Linked DNA regions of Danio rerio: region 2 is linked to region 1. The links are chromatin contacts, called in public HiCAR-type maps. All regions are on one chromosome and are shown on one strand. Each heading gives the region's core, a stretch centred on a gene start, on an enhancer-like site or on the middle of the called end of the contact. The rest is flanking DNA. Distances are from core to core; before and after follow the strand shown.

Region 1 (5,677 bases), core at 924-3,423:
TAGGCAAGATTTGTGAAGACCATACAGTTTCGGATAACTCAAAACAGTGACAGCTAGTCTCTTCTCCATCTTTAAAAGTCTCTGTAGTTGTCCTGACAACACAAACACTGCAGGCACCTTAACGGAAACCCCGCCTCTGCTTTCATTTAATTTGGTAGAATGAAACAGACACGTCTTATGTGCTTTTTCCGCTCAGAGTTGACTTTTTTTCAACTGTGAGCACACTGTGCCAAAGGCAAAAACACGAGGCGCAGCAGGCGGTTAAAACATAAGGCGTGCAGGGTGCATAAGCAGCGTGCAAAAAGGCCCCTAATTTCGACCTACAGCGTATCAAATCATTATTAAACTAGTAAGTGATATTTTAAGTTGATCTCTCTCCTTTGTATGTTGTAGTGCTGTATACCATATAATTGTAGTGTTTTGAGTGTGAGATGGGTCTTGCATATCAGAAATGTGTGTTTAGTTGACAGAAAGAAAAGAAATGCCTGCATGTGTTAAGCGTTTTTCCTTATCGTAAACACAGCAGTAATCTGGTAGTGATTGCGTTGCTTCATTCGGGGTTACTTATTTTAATGTCCCAATTGCAACAGAGAAATACTGTAGACTGTAATCGACTGTAATACTGTAGGGAGAAATTTCTGAAATGTCAGCAAAATCATCTGTTTTGCCATCACTTTAGACATTATGCTAGAAACTCATTAAAATACTAGCTCTAAAGAGATGTCTGTGAAGTAGCAATAGTTTATATACAGTTAAAACCAGAAGTTTACATACACTGTATAAAAAGGCACCATTTAAAAAAGTCAGATGTTAAAGTTAATGGCTAATTGACAACATTTGAGTTAATTGGAGGCACAACTGGTGAGAAGTATTTAAGGAAATCCTCAAGCACACTGCTTCCTTGTGTGACAACATGGGAAAATCTACAAGACAGAATTAACAAAAAAGCCAGATTATAGTTAGCTAAATTACACTGGGAAAAATAATACATTTTTGACATGTCCTGTGGTCTGATGGAACTAAGATTGAACTGTTCAGCCATAATGACCAGTGTTACATTTGGAGGACAAAGGGAAAAGCTTACAAGCCTAGGAACACCGTCCCAACTGTAAAGTATGGGGGTGGCAGCATCATGTTGTGGGGCTGTTTTGCTGCAGGAGGGACTGGTCCACTTCACAGCATACATGGCATCATGAAGGAAGAGCATTATGTAGAAAATACTGAAGCAACATCTCAAGACATCAGCCAGGAAATTAAAACTTGGCCACAAATGTGTCTTCCAAACAGACCATGATCCTAAACATACTGCCAAATTAATTAAAATGTGCTTTAAGGACAACAGAGCGAATGTTTTGGAGTGGCCATCACAAAGCCCTGACTTCAATCCTATAGAAGATTTGTGGGCAGAGTTGAAAAAGCTTGTTGGAGCAAGACAGCCTACAAATCTGACTCAGTTACACCAATTCTGTCAGGAGGAATGGACCAAAAGTCCTGCAAACTACTGTGAGAAGCTTGTGAAGGATACCCAAAACATTTGACCAAAGTTATACAGTTTAAAAGCAAAGCTAAAAAGAATACCAAGGAAATGAATGCAATCTTTTGACTGTCTAGAAATGAATAAAAAATTCTCTCAAAATTTTTTTTTTTTCTTTTTATTCTGGCATTTAGCAAATGTAAGTCATTAAGGTAATCCTAACTGACCTAAAATAGTAAACGTTTAGTCTAATTTATCGTCAGACATTAAAAAAAATGGTTATGTTTCTTTTTTTAGAGTGTATGTAAACTTCTGGTTTCAACTGTATATAGAAATTCTCACTCATTTTCTCTGATCTCCAAATTTAATTTTCACATTTTTATGGAATCCTAGGTTTACATTTTACCATTTATTTGACTTTTATCAACCAATTTTACATTCACCACCTTGAAATAAAAGCAAACTGTTATATTTCATGTCAAAAGAAAATATCTATTATTATTTGTATTGAAGTATAAATGATTTCACTGCCTATTCCCAATCAGCTATGAAGAATGAGGAACCTAATTCTTCGTCATATTCAAGCTATTATGTAACGTGAGTTATATAATACCTCCATAACGTGCATACATTAGCCTTGCGATGATTCATACACTATCTTTGTCTTCTCCCAGTTTTCCCCCACATTCAGAAGCCGAATTCTCTCAGTCTCTCCCAGCAGTATTGACACGGCAGAGTAAACACAAATTGAGCTGATTTAGTGCTCTCTCGCGTTTCGCCTCCGGCTCTCGACTTCAGAAACGACAACTCTGATAGCCGTTCACACACATACACCTTGATGTGCATTAGGTTGTGCTCCTGGGTATAATCGCTTTACCATGTGTCCAGCTTTTGCTTGGCTGTAGCAGTCAGTTAAAGAAGCACGTAATTGAGTTAGATGGCTGTTTGCCACACAGCCAAGTGGATCAGAACGGAAAAGCGAAGATGACAAATGGGGGGAAAAGGCTAGAGATGACTCGAGGGGGCTTTCTGCTTTAAATTAAGCATCCTGAGACACTGCAATTTATTATGTAAGCTGTTATGATTCACGACACTAAGACGCATCCTTAAAGAAAGAAAAAAATGCATTTAAGCCTCATAAAGAAAATACATTCAGTTTAATCACATATCAGTCGATACAATCAAAAAAGATTCTCTGTGTGTGTGTGTGTTCAGTTAAGTGCATTTACTGATTTGCCGCCTCCTGATGTTCTTTCTGAAAAGCGATGAAGCTCTCAGGTCAAACACAGATTTTCTCAGATGGTTCAGAGATGATTTTAATTCTTATAATTGTATGCGATAAGTCATGAAAGTGTGGAATTTTAAACTCTTTAAAGTCATCCCAGCAGGCACACAACATCATAAGATGTAATATTAGGTTGAGTATATTTCTGAGCTAATTAATATACAATAACCTGTGAGATCTCTTCGCTTTAAGGATCGTCTCTATTTGACAGTTCCACGATCACGCTTAAAATGTTGAGGTGATAGAGCTTTTTCAGTAGCAGCTCCAATACTCTGGAACGATCTTCCACTCTCCTTAAGAACAACTTCAACTTTTGAGTCGTTTCAGAGGTCACTGAAAACACACTTATTTTCTTTAGCTTTTAATCATGTGATGTGAGTTTATTTATTTTGGTTTTGTGTTTATTTGCATGTTTTATGTACAGCACTTTGGTACTCATTGTGGTTTGTTGAAAGTGCTCTAGAAATAAATTGAGCTGAGTTGAGATTTAGGTCGTGATGTCAGGTGACCAAAATTTTATGTCTAGCCAGTGTCTAAGGACAACATCATGACGTCCAATAACGATGTCAAATGATGTTGGTATTTTGTTGATTTTAGATTGTGTTAGAAAGTGACCAAAATCCAATGTCGAGCCAACATCTTAAAACAATGTCATATTGAAGTCAAATACTAACATTTATTCGTCAGGTATGGCAACTAAAATCCAACATCTGATAAACGTCATAGTGGTAACATCCACACAATGTCAAGCTGTAACATCATTAGACGTTGATATTTGGTTGAGTTAAGGTTGGATGTTGGACATTGATGTCGGTCTGACATTGGATTCTGACGTCAACTCGATTTTCATTTACAAGCAAAATGCAATGTCCTCACGATGTTGGAGTACAATGTCAATCTGACAGCATGTTGACGTCCTTAGCCTGCTGGAATTATACCTTTTGAGCATTTCTGTACAGAAAATATTTCATGCAATGTGCAGTTCAGCAATAATAGTGTCTGTAATTGCCGATTCACGTCCCTCTATGCTTTAAAATGTCCGATAATGTACTAGTCGGGCATAATGGGCAGATGTTTGTGAGAGTCAATTAGTAGGAGATTGGCAGTCCATGTGCGTTTTAGTACAATGGAGTTGCACTAAGCTGAACTCAAGGCGAATCAATCCCTCCCTATTAGACTTCTATAGTAATAGCAGCACAAAAACAGTTCTACCGAACATTCGTTTAATCACCACAAGACTCTAAAATTGATCCCTGTTTTTCTTTTCAGTCTGTTTGTGCAGATAAGTATAATGGATGTTGAATATTCTCTTCAGAATTTTGCAGTCATTTTGTTGAGATCCTGGATATGGTTAGTTAGTGGTAGCCTAAACACCTATGGTAACAATTTACAGTAATTTCCCATTAATCAACATCATGGAATTCACCAACGGTTACATCTAAAAATATTCGTTATTCAAAAAATACACCAGGGGCGTCACAGTGGCACAATGGGTAGCACAATCGCCTCACAGCAAAAAGATCACTGGTTCGAGCATCGGCTGGGTCAGTTGGCATTTCTGTGTGGAGTTTCCATGTTCTCCCCATGTTGGCGGGGGTTTCCTCCGGGTGTTTTGATTTTCCCCACAGCCCAAAGACATGGTCCAGGTAATTTGGTAAGCTAAATTGGTCGTGGTGTATGTGTGTGAATGAATGGATGTTTCCCAGCGATAAGTTGCAGCCGGAAGGGCATCCGCTGCATAATACATGTGCTGGATAAGTTAGCGATTCATTCCACTGTGGCGACCCTAGATTAATGAAAGGACTAAGCTGAAAAGAAAATAAATTAATGAAAGAATTAAGGAATGATTGTGCAATATTTATTAATTATTCTTTACTCAGTATATTTGAGTTAAAACTCAAGGGTATCTTATGACATATGACGAGTTTCTTGTAAATTTTAACTTTCCTGTAACTTCCAAGGAATTTTCTCTTGTTTTCTCTGCAATTAATTCTATTATTGTTTCCTTAATTAAAGGTGTAACTTGGAATTTATAAGCCCATAAACAGTCTAGTTGATACAATGTGTGGTAAAATTTGTTTTTTTCAGTCTATAAATAACAAATCTATACGCTCTCTTTTTTTAAACCAAGTTGTTTCCAAACCTAGCTCTATTACCTATTGGAATAACTTTGTAAGAATTCCTAAATGGGAAAGTATTTGGTCATTGCCTCTCAATTTTTTGGTTACAAATAAGATAAAAGAAATATCTTTTAAACTAATTTATAAATTCTACCCGGTTAAACTTTTCCTAAATTTGTAAGGAATGTTGATATAAATGGCTCTTTTTGTTCTTTGCATTTGGAAACTGTACCCCACATCTTTTGGCACTGTGGTTATGTTAAAAAGCTTTGGTATGATGCTACTGTTTTTATAAAAAAAAAAAAAAAAAGTACTCTTTAATTTTAATCTTCATTTTGAAAATGTAATTTTTGGATATTTTAATTATGATAACTTAAATAACAAAGTTTTTGTTATTAGCCCATTTATTTTGTTAATGAAGTTTCATATTCATAAGTGTAAATTTTTCCAACAAAAACCCTGTTTTACTGTGTTTTATAAAGAACTGAAAAAATTACTTTTGCACTATTCAGCATAGAGCTAATAGAAATGGCATTAAAACTGTCCAACTGTGCTCTAGTTTCAGAATTTTTGATTAATGTAAAGGTCCTGGGGCCTCATGTATCAACGCTGCGTACGCACAAAAACTTTGCGTACGCCAGGTTTCACGCTCAGAATCGCTCACGTTTGGATTTACTAACGATGAACTGAACGTGGGAATGTGCGCAACTTCACGGCAGCTTTCTGGCAGGCGTACGCACATTTTTTGTGCGTGTCTGTTTTATTTCCATTGGCGACTCCTAGAGGCAGTTGTGTTAA
Region 2 (5,677 bases), core at 2,016-4,515, 55 kb before region 1:
AGTCAGACCTTATTGTCATAATTAAATAATTTAAAATCAAGGCATGATCTTGTTTTATTTTGGTAAAATAAGTGTAATCTATAGGCCTTCACCTTTCATATAAGCCACTTCTGATACCAAATGATCAACTAGAAGTCAAGGTATTATTTGTTGTTTCTAAAGCTTGGATAGGCGACTAGACTTTTGTCAGGTAGTATAGATGGAGCAGTAAATGAGCACATCCCAGAAATTTACATTTCATTACTCATCCAATAAATGAATATTTGATGTTGTCAATTATTCTTCCTCATTTTGATCCAAAACCTGCTGTTCCTTTAAAATTTACAGTCAAGTTATCATTATTAAACAGTCCTCAGTACATTTCCATTTCAATGTAATATTTCCTTTACAGTAATCCACAGGTGTCCTGAGATGGCTGGTGCTTTTTTTTTCTGTTGAACTCTCCTTTCATCTCTCTCCTTCTCCACATAGGAGATTAAGAAGCTAAAAGAGTTAATGAGTGCCACAGAGAAGGTCCGACGGGAAAAATGGATCAACGAGAAGACCAAAAAGATCAAGGAGATCACTGTAAAAGGTCAGCAGAGTTCAACAACAGACGTCAATCAGCACCAGCGCCCCATCTCTCTCAGTTTGGATCTAGATAACCACTCCCTTCAACAATATCCATTTCAACACAGCCTGTCTGTTTCGTTAAACCTGTTTCCAAAATCAGTCACGTTTATGATTTCTCTATGCCCTAAAGACAAGAATAAAATGCTGTTTTATTCAGCATTTAGTGCTGTTGTTAAATAGTGATACGTAAATAGGCAGACAGAATAGACTTTTGGTGGTTTTCTCTAATGAAGGGAGTATTTCCAAGGTGGTAAAACTGCAGATCACTTGAGTTATTTGTGTTTTATTAAATATTTATTAAATACATGCTTTGGTACATACTTTTGGGTAACTTTTTAGAATGAATCTCTAATTACAATTGAAACCACCAGCTATTGGGTGTCATAGGCCAATCTGGAGACTATGTACACTAGGCACCTAAGAAGAATTACAAATATAATTTTAAGTGACACTGCTCATCCCCTACACTCAGAATTTCAGCTCTTTCCTTCTGGTAACAGGTTTCTAGTATCAAGCTGTAGAACTAAACGATACAAAAATAATTTCATACCAGCAGCCATTAGGCATTTAAATAAAGGCATACACTAAAGCAGAGGTACAGTGCAACTGGAAAGTATTTATAGCGCTTCATTTTTTCCAGATTTTTATGTTACAGCCTTATTCCAAAATGGCTTAAATTAATGTATTTCCTCAAAATTCCACACACAATAACCCATAATGACAATGTGAAAAAAAGAGTTTTTTAAATTGCTGCAAATTTATTAAAAATAAAAAAGCTAAAAAAAATCACATGTACAGAAGTATTCACAACCTTTGTCGTGAAGCTCTTAATTGAGCTCAGGTACATTCTGTTTGCACTGATCATTCTTGAGATGTTTCAGCTGCTTAATTGGAGGTAACCTGTGGTAAATTCAGTTGATTAGACATGATTTGAAAAGGCTACAACTGTCTATATAAGGTCCCAGGGTTGACAGTGCATGTCAAAGCACAAACCAAGCATGAGGACAATTTAATTTTCTGTAGACCTCCGAGACAGGATTGTCTCGAGACACAAGGCTGGGGAAGGTTATAGAAAAATTTCTGCTGCTCTGAAAGTTCCAATGAGCACAGTGGCCTCTATCATCCGGAAGATGTGGAACCACCAGGACTCTTCCTAGAGCTGTCCTGATATCTTAGCTGAGTGATCGGATGAGAAGGGCCTTAGTCATGGAGGTGATCAATAACCTGATAGTCACTTTGTCTGAGCTCCAGCATTCTTCTGTGGAGAGAGGCTAACCTTACAGAAGGACAACCATCTGTGCAGCAATCCACCAATCAGGCTTGTATGGTAGATTGGCCAGACGGAAGCCACTCCCCATCTGGAAATTGGCAAAAGCAAAAGGACTCTCTGAAGAAGGACTCTCAGACCATAAAAAACACAATTCTCTGGTCTGATGAAACTAAAACAGAACTCTTTGGAGTGAATGCCAGGCGTTACATTTGGAGAAAATCAAGCAACGTTCATCACCAGGCTAATACCATCCCTACTGTGAAGCTTGGTGGTGGCAGCATCATGCTGTGGGGATGTTTTTCAGCAGCAGGAACTGTAAGACTAGTCAGGATAGAGGGAAAGATAAATGCAGCAATGTACAGAGACATCCTGAATGAAAACCTGCTTCAGAGTGCTTTTGATCTAAGACTGGGGCGATGGTTCATCTTCCAGCAAAACAATGACCCAAAGCACACCACCAAAATATCAATGGAGTGGCTTCACAACAACTCAGTGAATGTCCTTGAGTGGCCCACCCAGAGCCCAGACCTAAATCCTATTAAACATTTCTGGAGAGATCTGAAAAAGGGGGTACACTTTTGTTTCCCATGCAACCTGAAAGAGCTTAAGGGGTACTGCAAAGAGGAATGGGCTAAAATTCCCAAAGGCAGGTGTGCCAAGCTTGTGGCATCGTATTCAGAAAGACTTGAGGCTGTAATCACTGCCAAAGGTGCATCAACAAAGTATTGAGCAAATGCTGTGAATACTTATGTACATTTAATTTTTCAGTTTCATTTGCAACAATTTCAAAAAGTATTTTTTTTTCACATTGTCATTATGGGGTTTTGTATGTAGAATTTTGAGTGATTAAATGAATTTAATCAATTTTGAAATAAGGCTGTTTTATGACTTTATGTCCATTTGTTGTTACCATGTGATTTTTCTGTGGCGCTGATATGAAATGAGGAGTCTTGACTGCAAAGTTGCAAGCCAAATCTGCCTTGGGGTAAAAAAAATAAAGTAACCTAACTAGTTTTAAAGCTTCTAGACTTTTATCTTCAGGTATAGTTGACTTACCTCTTAACTTAATACTTGACTTCGCTATAAAATTGTGTGAAAATTTGTTGCGCATCACAAAAGAAGATATTTTGAAGAAGATGCTATTTTTTTAAATATTTAAAAAAATAAAAATTTTAATCTCTTTGTGTGTGCACTCAGGTCTAGAACCTGAAATTCAGAAGCTGATCTCCAAACACAAGCAGGAGCTGAAGAAGCTGAGAGTTCTTCATGAGGCAGAGCTCCTCCAGGCGGACGAGAGGGCTGCTCAACGCTACGTCAGACAGAGCGAGGAGTTACGGCAACAGCTGGAGAAAGAAAAAGATGAACAGTGCCAGAGAGAAAGAGAATTGGCTAAGCAGAGGTACACACACCCTTGCACATGCATATGTGTGGAGTGCAATGAATACTCAAATACACATCTGTTCATAAGAGATCTAACCAATGACTGGGATGTGCAGCCAAGACAATGTGTTCACAGATGTTAAAAAACACAAACACACTAGGAAAAAAAGGAAGGGAGACTGGAAAAAGTAATAGAGGAAACTGGCTAGACATGAGCTCAAAGCTAAATACTGCTTTTGAATATGAGGTATCAAAATAAGGAGTGCAAGAGGGCTATTTTTTATGTAAAGTTTTTTACGTCAGTATTATTTTTTCTTTCCTGTGTTGATGAATTTCATTTTAAATAGGATGTCAAAGGAATATTGAAGACTTGATCCATTTTCTTTAAATAGCAAGTGACTTTTACATTATATCTCTCAATGATTTGATACTAAGACTTTTTTTTACACAGTCTTCTCACACACACAAATATATATGACATCAGTTACCACATGTTCAGCTCCTAGAAGTATATAAAAATAATTATAAAAGCACAATAAACATGGTTTGTGACAGTTATGAAACAGCCAGAATGAAACAATAAAACACAGAGAGAAGTTTTGAATGCAGTTCATATACAGTATACGTATACAGTAGATACAGAAAGTATTTAGACCCCCCTTACATTTAAAAAAAATATTTAGAAAAATTTTAATTTCCTTTTTAAATAAATTTGCCAGAATGACAAAAATTTTGCAATTAAATTTTTTGTCAATATGGAGTATTTTGTGTACATTAATGAGGCAAAAAAATGGCTTAAATATAACAAAGAGTGAAAAATTTAAGGGAGTCTAAATACTTTCTGTACCCACTACAGCTGTGCGATTAATCGAAATCGAATTGCAATCGAATAGTAATAGTAAGATGCTGCGATATGAAATATATATATGTATATGTATTATTTAATTTCCTCAGCCCAGATAAAATGCATGACTGCCGTCTGTGTGATAGTCTTAGTAGCCAGTTGAGTGAGCACACTTTCGTTCTGCCCAATCAGAATTGTGCAACCAAACTATGCGGAATGATCGCAATAAAAAAACAAAACAAAAAGCAAGACGAGTGGGATGATGGCATTTGCCGGTTCTAAAGCATTAATAGACAAATTAATATCAAAGAAACACAAGACAGCAGTAATAAGGGAATATTTTGGTTCTAAAAAAACTGTGGGTCCTTCACTGGGCCTTTTCCCCTTAGCAAAGAAACTTTCCAAATCTTTCCTGTTTCCAAAATCTTTCCTGTTTCTTAGGCTGCATTTACACTACAGATCTTGATGGTCAATTCCATTTTTGTGACTGTATCTGATTTTTTTGATGAGCCACTTGCATCATGTTTTAAAAGTGACTCCTATCCGATTGTCAGCATTTACACAGCAAACGGCAAGTAAGCGGGGAAAAAAGAGCGGGCGTTGACTGACAACTGATAATAAAAAAGCGCCCTTTTCTCCGGTCCTGTATGTAATCTGTTTGCAGGGTTGTTTTACTATAGTGTATGACAGAAAAGTTCTCATTTGGCCATCTTCTTTTAATCTAGGTTTTAAACCAGTAGACATCCTAATGTAATGTCCATGACGTGATTTATGCATGTGATGTACTGTATTCAACAGTTTTATATTAGTTTTTATTGGTTATGAGGTGGGTATTACGCTCTCCTGCTCTCTCTAGCTCTCTCTCTCTCTAGTTAACATGCTTAAATGCTTGTGCTACATGACAATATAAAAGCATTTTTAGCCCTCGTGTATGAGATTTAAGGTTAGGGACTCTGCTGAAGTCTGTTCTTAAATGAAAGCATCAGAGTTGACATTATTCGTGTATGTGTTTAATGATGTGCTACACATTGACAGGTGAAAATCCAATCTACCGGCATACAGCAGACATGAGGGCACAGATCCGATTCATATCGAAAAAATTTCCACATGAACAAGGACTAAATCTGATTTGAGTAAATCGGAATCCATGTGATTTTTTTTTTTCCTGCTTACACATACACGGTCCATATCTGATCTGTGCCACATGAGAGAAAAAAAATCCGATATGAGTCACTTGAACCATGCAGTGTAAATGCAGCCTTATGCTGCGTTCACACCAGACGTAGAAAGAGCGTCAAGCGCAAGTGATTTACATGTTAAGTCAATGCAAACGCGCAAATAGACATTCTGCGGCGCGATACTCGCGAATGGTGCAATATGTGCGAATGGCGCGGCGCAAATTGAGCATTATGCACGTTTCGCGCGAATCGCTCAAGATCAAAAAACTGAAGTTAAGCGGACATTCACGCCGCGTTAACCAATCACGAGCTTGCTCTTGTCGGGGCATGATTGTCCGGGGGGAAATCCTCCAGCTGACACCGACAACAGTTTATCAAACTGGGCTCATCTTA

The links. HiCAR-type assays count read pairs that join an accessible place to other places.
Region 2: a contact with region 1 is called in a HiCAR-type map of caudal fin, with 6 times the contacts expected there. The contact joins two enhancer-like sites. A contact is called at or near these places in 7 of 18 Hi-C or Micro-C datasets (caudal fin, embryo, gastrula embryo and 2 more) and 1 of 4 datasets of contacts at active chromatin or transcription factors (caudal fin).

What each region holds. Positions count from the first base shown.
Region 1 is chr12:37,726,432-37,732,108 of GRCz12tu, reverse strand. No RefSeq gene overlaps it. Among named protein-coding and RNA genes, the nearest start is that of aatkb, 13 kb to the right of the region's middle. Within about 2 kb of position 2,173, at least 4 of the 62 cell types and tissues checked have an H3K27ac peak or open chromatin away from gene starts, as enhancers often do.
Region 2 is chr12:37,782,104-37,787,780 of GRCz12tu, reverse strand. cep131 (centrosomal protein 131) reads left to right here. Exons shown (of 27, transcript NM_001353865.1): 18 at 472-574; 19 at 3,080-3,281. Among named protein-coding and RNA genes, the nearest start is that of st6galnac, 18 kb to the right of the region's middle. Within about 2 kb of position 3,265, at least 5 of the 62 cell types and tissues checked have an H3K27ac peak or open chromatin away from gene starts, as enhancers often do.